Regions from separate parts of the Mus musculus genome. Here region 2 is linked to region 1. A link is a contact called in public Hi-C data. All regions are on one chromosome and are shown on one strand. The core of a region is the stretch at or near the end of the contact, and the rest is flanking DNA. Distances in the headings are between cores, read along the strand shown.

Evidence for each region. A called contact is a pair of places that touch in the nucleus more often than the background predicts.
Region 2: a Hi-C map of adipose-derived mesenchymal stem cells shows a contact between it and region 1, with 4 times the contacts expected there. The contact joins the promoter of Ror2 here to the enhancer-like site in region 1. A contact is called at or near these places in 6 of 39 promoter capture datasets (the 3T3-L1 cell line, cranial neural crest, embryonic stem cells and 2 more), 1 of 484 Hi-C or Micro-C datasets (adipose-derived mesenchymal stem cells), 1 of 115 datasets of contacts at active chromatin or transcription factors (pancreatic cancer cells) and 1 of 9 other capture datasets (adipose tissue).

What each region holds. Positions count from the first base shown.
Region 1 is chr13:52,657,610-52,661,055 of GRCm38.p6, forward strand. No RefSeq gene overlaps it. Among named protein-coding and RNA genes, the nearest start is that of Syk, 62 kb to the left of the region's middle. Within about 2 kb of position 1,927, at least 60 of the 459 cell types and tissues checked have an H3K27ac peak or open chromatin away from gene starts, as enhancers often do. A contact at or near this core is called in adipose-derived mesenchymal stem cells and pancreatic cancer cells, where this site is marked.
Region 2 is chr13:53,284,059-53,287,819 of GRCm38.p6, forward strand. Ror2 (receptor tyrosine kinase-like orphan receptor 2) reads right to left here and starts at 2,066. Exons shown (of 9, transcript NM_013846.4): 1 at 1,723-2,066. The coding sequence starts at 1,819. It overlaps Gm33574 (a long non-coding RNA gene), which reads left to right and starts at 2,123. Exons shown (of 3, transcript XR_382385.4): 1 at 2,123-2,440.

The DNA.
Region 1 (3,446 bases), core at 677-3,176:
TGGGGAAGTTTTCCACAGCACCAGAAGACCCAAGCCGTTTTGTGAAGCCAGGCTCGGCTGGCTGTGCCCTGGTCTAGTGGAGACTTGTTCTAACTCTAAAGGGGCATTCCTCTGAGGAGTGGAAGCTGAGAGCCGAGGTGATGTCTCACAAAGTCCCAGCCGCTCTTGGCCATGCCAACAATTAGTGAGAGCAACTGGGCCCCCGTTCTCAGAGCCCCTCCCTCAGCTTGGAGAAAGCCATACGAATTTCCCTTTAACTGTCTAGTCAGCAACGGTTGTAACAGTGTGTGTGTGAGGGGGGGTGGGCATTAATGTGACAATGTCCTCAGGACTGCTCCAAGTGTCCCCATACCCTGCCCTAGTATCTGTCTGTCTGTTCACAGCCAGTCACCAGACTACCCAGCACCAGCTCTGAGCCCACACTCGAGAAGTACCTCGGCCACCAGTTCAGGGTGTTTTCTTGGCAATCCGTACTGTGAACCCCTCAGAAGGCATCACACAGCAGCAGGATTCCAAGTTCAATGCTCAGCCCTGGGTTCCCTGACTTGCACCAGGATTTCCAGGGCCCATCATATGAATCTCAGCCCTGGAATATGCCGTCCCTGTAACACCAACCCAGCCTTCGGCCAGCCCTCCTGCACGTGTCATGGGGTATACCTGGGGGATGGGTCACACAGATAAGGACATCCTGAAGTAGGGTAGGTCACACAGATGATCATGAAGCAATGTCCAGAAGGTGGCCGTTGGCTCTTCTGGTTCATATCTTTTAGCCCGGACCATGTTAAATAAACACAAGCATTACCAGGAGGTCAGAGGATATGGGAGGAAGAAGAGGAAGACAAGAGCAGGAAGGGAGGGTCTATCATATCACCAAGCCCCTAACACAAAGATGAACGTGCCTGGCCAGTGGGCCCCTCTCTATGCTGGACAAGACCCCCCTCTTATCAATCACCAACTCAGAAAGTCAGTGCAACTTTTGGGGATTCGCCTGTCAGTGCTACTCTTCATGTGTCCAGTAGGTGGCAGCAGATCCTCGGACAGGACTGCCACGGGGGCCACAGGCAGGAAAGAGCTGCTTCCTCCTTAACAAAGTACCTGTTTTAACAAGAGTCAGCGCTGCCAAGTGGATACACGGCAGGAATCACATTCCAGCAGGTGCAGAAATAATATACAAGGAAGCAATTTCTAATCTTGGACATCAAAGTACTGCTGAGTGGGAATTTAAACGGATCTCTTTATTTACTCTTTTAAAAATCTACTCGGAGCCTAGGTGGCGGGTGGCTCAGTCGACAGACAGCTTGCCTAGTGTGCTTTAGTCTGAGTACTGAGTAAAAGCGGGTGTGTTCGCTTGCTGCTCTGCTACATAATCAACGCAAGGCCTGACTGGACCCTGTCTCAAAAGGGGGTTGGGGAGGAGAGTCCACTTTGCACAAAATCATGTCTGCTAGTTTGACATCAAAATAGAGTCATCTTGGTGGCTTTGATTGGCAACGGTGGGGTGCAGACTAAGCGAGAAGCCTGTTGGTCTCTGCTCCAGTGTCTCTTGATTACTGGAACCTCGGGACCTTTCCCAGGAAGCCAGTGGTTTCAAGGACGACACGAATGCTCAGCCTTGCTAATGGCACTCAGATAACCTGGGATTTTGACCAAGGGAGAGCGGTTTGAAAACCAAACTGTGACTGACTCATGAGTTATTCCAGACTAGAAGATTCCTGCTTACAGCATCCGGGAGCCAGGGAGAAGCTATTCAAGCCCAGCCTGTGCTTTCCAGGCAAGGGCGTAGCATTGTGCACATTTGAGATGCTTTCGGATGGGCATAGGTGAAGACCCTGGCTCCAGGCTCTGCCCTGCCTCCACCTGGTCCTTCTCCCCGTCCCAGTACCTTCTCACGCCCAGGCATGCTAGCTGTGTTGAGAAAAACCGCAAGACAGGGACAGCTAATGTCTCTCCTTGATTTTGAGACATGAGTCAAAACCAACGATGAGCAATCCTCCTGACACAACCAAGAAAATATCTGAGAAATGCCAGAAAGATCGACAGGGCTTGGGTGGTGCAGAAATGTGTCTGTTTGCACAGGCTCTTCCTTTTGCTAACTGCGATCAGGGCCTAATGATGGTGCCAGGAGGGAGAAGGGGGCTAACCTGAGCACATTGCCAGGAAGCCAAGCTTACTATTCAGTGCTTTGAATAATCATGACTACCCCGGAGATTCTCCTTGGGACTTAGATATCCTGAATTAACATCATCTGTCTGGAGCTGTCTCTCTCGTGGCTCCCGGTTTGGGGGCAGTGGTCCATGAAGGGCCCATGGAGGGAAGAGAAGCTCAGTCACCAAGAGACAAAACAGATGGAGAATCCTGTTCCCATCGTGGGAAGATAAAGAAAGCACTGGCCCAGAGGCCGCCATGAGCTTCAAAGGCCCACCCCCACAACCTGATTCTCCCAGCTGGACCCCGCCTCCTCCTAAAAGCTCCATGTCCCCTCTCAACAGTACCACCACCTGGGATCAATACTGGGAATTCCCATGGGAGACATCCGAGATTAAAACCCTAGGGATCCCAGATCAGAGATCAAAGAGTGGACATGGGATGGTGCCACTCACTGGAATCCCTAGTGGCACGTTGGCAACATCTTTCTTTTTTCCCCATTCTTCTGACTGAATGCTCTGCTTGGCTTGAAATCTTAGTGCCAGAGGGAAGGAGATAGTTCCAGCACAGAGCAAGAACTCGGCTGCACGGAAGTGGATATGAAGACTTGATCTGACCCCTTTGGGATCCTTCATAATTCTGAGTTAAAAGTGAGTTACTGTCGGTGTCTGCTTTAATGTCCCAAGAGAAAATAAAGTAGGTTATCGCAAAGGAGGTGGTAAGGAGTCTGCCTGCAGCACAGGAGGACCCACAATGCATCGCAACATTACCATGCCTTGCACACAAAGTCAAGGACTACGGCGATGCACTATAATAAAATTATCTCTTATATTCTACAAGACTGGAACTTCTGCTGGACCTCACAGCCAGAGTTAATAATGCACCTTGAGGTCACTTAAGACTTAAGGCTGCTATCCTACTGTGGACTCAAACTGTTTGTTTAGTCTGCCTCTAAGAGAACACTGTAATAACCAAGCTTGCTTGCCTAGGATTTCCCATGTAATCAGCTTTTACAACCGAAGCTAATGCATAGCTGCAATCTTAAGTTATGCACTCTTCTATGCCCCCAACCTGGAACAAGGCATATGTATCATTTGCTTTAAACAGCAAACACAGAAGTTGAAGGCAACTTCTTAAAATCTATCCTACAGGTGGATGGCATCCACTTATGGACGCTGGCCAATAAGCAGTGATGTTTGTTGTCTGAGACAGTTAGGACCAGTTGGAGCCAGTGACTTCATCCCTTATAAAACCTCCGTTAAAGATTTCTGAAAAGAATCCCATTCCTTCCCCGAGAGATG
Region 2 (3,761 bases), core at 816-3,315, 630 kb after region 1:
GATCTCAAACACCCACGTGCCCTGTATAATTTCGTGTGTGTGTGTGTGTGTGTGTGTGTGTGTGTGTGTGTGTGTGTGTGTACACGAACAAGCATGCCTGTTATCTATCGACTAGACTAGCAAACAATCCAGAAACAAGAGAAACAAAGTCTTTCTAGAGATTACAGTTCCATTTCACTAGCAAAGATAAATTACCCCCACAGATGGGGGGGGGGGGGGCTGGTGGCTTTCTTCATCAGACGCGATTATCCTTCCTACCCAAGTGAAGGCAGTCCTCAAACTGATACATTCAAAATGCAAGTAGGCCTTTCTACTCTGGTTACAAAATTGACTTTAAGCAACCAAGGCTCCTGCCCCCTTACCATAGCGGATCCTGTGCCCCCACCCCAGCTACACCTCAAGACACCCCAAACCACAAGATTTGTAAGGGCCTGTGGCAAAGGCCAAAATCCCTATGGAGGCGACCAGTTTATAGCCCCTTAGTTTCAAAAGAATTTCTTGATGGTGGAGAAGGGGGAATTCTTGCGGGGCGGGCAGTTTGGTAATGACATTAATTTAAGATACAGGGCACTCTCATTCTGCAATCAGCGGTTCCTGCTTTCGGGGATAGGTGTATCAATGCAAATCAAGAGATCAGAAACGGTAAATACCATCAGCATCGGTTTAAACCCAAACGCCCTCCTGGAAGGTTGCTCAGCATTTCCTTCCTTCTTTGGACCCGACACAAGAAAGCGCCCCCGCACAGCAGGACTTGGAAAGATCCCCAAGTCCTGCTGCCTGACTCTGCCCCTTAACTCTCACCTGCTTGCGGGAACACTGGGGGGCTGGGGAACACTGAAGTCACTGTCCCAGTAGGGCGCGTCTCACGCAGCTCAGAAACTTAGGGCAAACCTCAAGAGTCCCTGACCCTCCTGGGCCCGGAGGCCGTGCCTACCTTCAGCCGAGCCAACAGGCCGCGGGGATTCGGGCCACAGACCTGACGGCCAGTAGGTGCTCTAGGGTTTGCACTGGGAGGATCATCGCCTCTTCCTCCTCCGGCCACCACAGTCATTTCTACCCAGGTATCCTCCAAAAACACGTCTGTGCTCCTTGACAGGGTCTCCTGAGCCCTGATCAAGCCCACACAGAATCCTCCAGAGGTGGAAGAAACGCTCGAGAAAACACTACGAGGACAGGGGGAAGGGCACTTCCCCTTCAGCCTCGCAAATCAAATCCCGGGGCCAAGCCCCCAGCTAAGCAGGACCCACCAAACACCACTTTGGCCACCAATTTCAACAAAAGGGAAGCCAAGACCTTCGATCGTGCGTTCCCCACTGCCCCGGGGAAAAAAAAGACTAACTCAGGACCGCATCTGCCCCGGAGGCAGACAAGGTTCAAGGGATGCATGTGGACTGGAACGGCGGTGACCTGGGAAGAAACGATGGAGTCCAGGTCTTGGGTCACACAGAGCACGTCTACCGGTGCACATCTCGACTGTGATGTACTTAAGAAAAGCTCCCGGCCGCTGCCCACCCCGGCCTCTGGAAACACTTAGTGGTCCCTAGAGCGCAGCTCATTGGAACCAGCCCCAGGCGACTGAGGGCACGGGCCCAAGCTGGCGCCGAGCGCGCGAAGCATGGCCTTGCCTGGCGCCCCTCGATCGAGAGCACCGGCGCCCGCGCGGCGGCCGAGAGAGTGGTGGAAGAGCGGGCAATGCTCGGAGGGCGCACGCAGGGTCCTTACCTGCCGTCCAGGGTGTCCAGAGCAGGAGCGCCGCAGCCGTCCAGACGGCCCGGGCGCACAGAGGCACACGGCTCGGCCGCACCCAGCCCCGAGCCATGCTGCGGGCCGTGGGTGCCCGGTCGCCTACCGCGCGCTCGGCCTTTGGGCTTCGGGCCGGGGCGCCTCAACCCCTCCCCGCCACGCGTCCGCTTCTTCCTTCCTCGCGCTTCGCAGGCTGGTCCCCTTCGAGGGCCACTCTGGTGTCCCTTTTTCCCTGCCCCGATGCACCGATTCACTGCAGAGACTCTGGGGCTCGGGCACGGGCGTCCCGCCGGCCGCCGGGAAGAGCACAGGGGGGGCGGAACGCGGGCGGGCGCGCAGGAGGCAGGGTCCCCAGCTCGCCCGCCCCGATGGGCAGAGAGGCCGGCGCCGGCGCCCTCTGCCGGAGTGACTCAAGGGCAGCGACCCGAGTGAGCGGGAAGGAGCCGGGTCCGCCCCTGCGTCCAGGGAGCCGCCTGCAGCACCCGCCCTCCCGCCAGCGCCTCCGGGACTTCTAGGCACAAAGGTGGAGCCTCCGGTTCATCTGCTCTTGCAGCAGTGTTGCCACCCACCATCAGAAGCCTGGAAACTTGGGGACCTGGACCACACAAATCATTAACTAGGCGTCCCTTGATGAAGCCCCACGAGGGGAATTCAGTTGTCAGTTCTTCGAAATCCTGGGCCCAAAGTGAGAGATGAGGTATGGTCTTCGAACACAGATTTTCCAGAATATAGCCGGCTGCGTCCCCATGGGCGTCCTGCCAAGCCCCTTGGGAGGATCAGGACCCTCCGGGAATCTAGCAAAAAGTCAGCACACGCCCCATTAATGAGGGTAGTAGGATGGGAGCCAACCAAGGCTATGACAACAGCCAGCACACATCAGGGAAGTGAAGGGTCCTGGGGCAGAGCTTGAGCGAGGGGTCCTGGAGTATCCCAAGAACACACTGGAGACCAGGGCGTCGACAATGTATGTGTTAACGTGTATTTTCCTAATGAATGTTATGTGCCTTTGCACGGTAGTATCTTTCCTTTGTTCACCAACAGCCTAAACTTCTTCTGGGAAATATCACTTCAAATATTTGAAAGGAGGAGGCTGGGAGTTTAATTCAAGGTCTTCTACATATTAGGCAAACAGTTTGATCTACATCCCCAGCCTTTGTTGTTGCTGCTTTGAGATGTGCTCATTTTTATTTTACATGCATGTGTGAGTACCTGCGTGCATGGCTGTGACCTAGATGTGTGCAGTGACAGAGGAGGTCAGAAGAGGGCTTTACATCCCCTTAAGCTAAGGTTGCAGATGATTGTGAGCTTCGTTGGGAGTGCTGGGGACTGAACCAGGGTCCTCTGCAAGAGCAGTCGGTGCTCTTAACTGCTGAGCCAGCTGTCTCTCCAGCCCCGGCAGCATCACTCCTCTTTGACAGGGTGTTGCCAAGGACCAAGGTTGGTCTTATTTGGTTCAGTTGTTTTCATTGTTGTTGATGTTGTTTTTAAACAGAGGTACATGAATCCTAGACTAACTTCAAAGTTGTTATGTAGCCAAAGATAACCTCGAGTGTACCCTGCCTTTGCCTCCTGAGCGCTTGGATTGCAGGCATGTGCAGATGGTGCTGGAGACTGAGCCCAGAACCTCTCGAATGTTAGGCAAGCACTCACCCACGAAGGCATAGCTCCAGCCCCACATTTGGTTTTAATTGGGTTGCCTGTAGTCTTGGTTTTTTTATGACTTTAAGAGTTATTTGTAGCTAGTCACGGTGGCATGTGTCTTTGATGAACTTGGGAGGCAGAGGCAGGCAGAGCTCTGTGAGTCTGAGACCAGCCTGGGCTGCAGAATCAGCTCCAGGATATCCAGACCTACATAATGAGACAGACTCCAAAAAAAAAAGACAAAAATTTAAAAAGGGGGGGAGGGGAGAAAAAAAGAGAGAAAAAAAGAATTCTTAGTAACTTTTTAATACCAGGTAAAGATGGCACTGTTTTTGTCATTGTCAATCCACAACCCCACAGGGCTTCAGGTAGAGTAG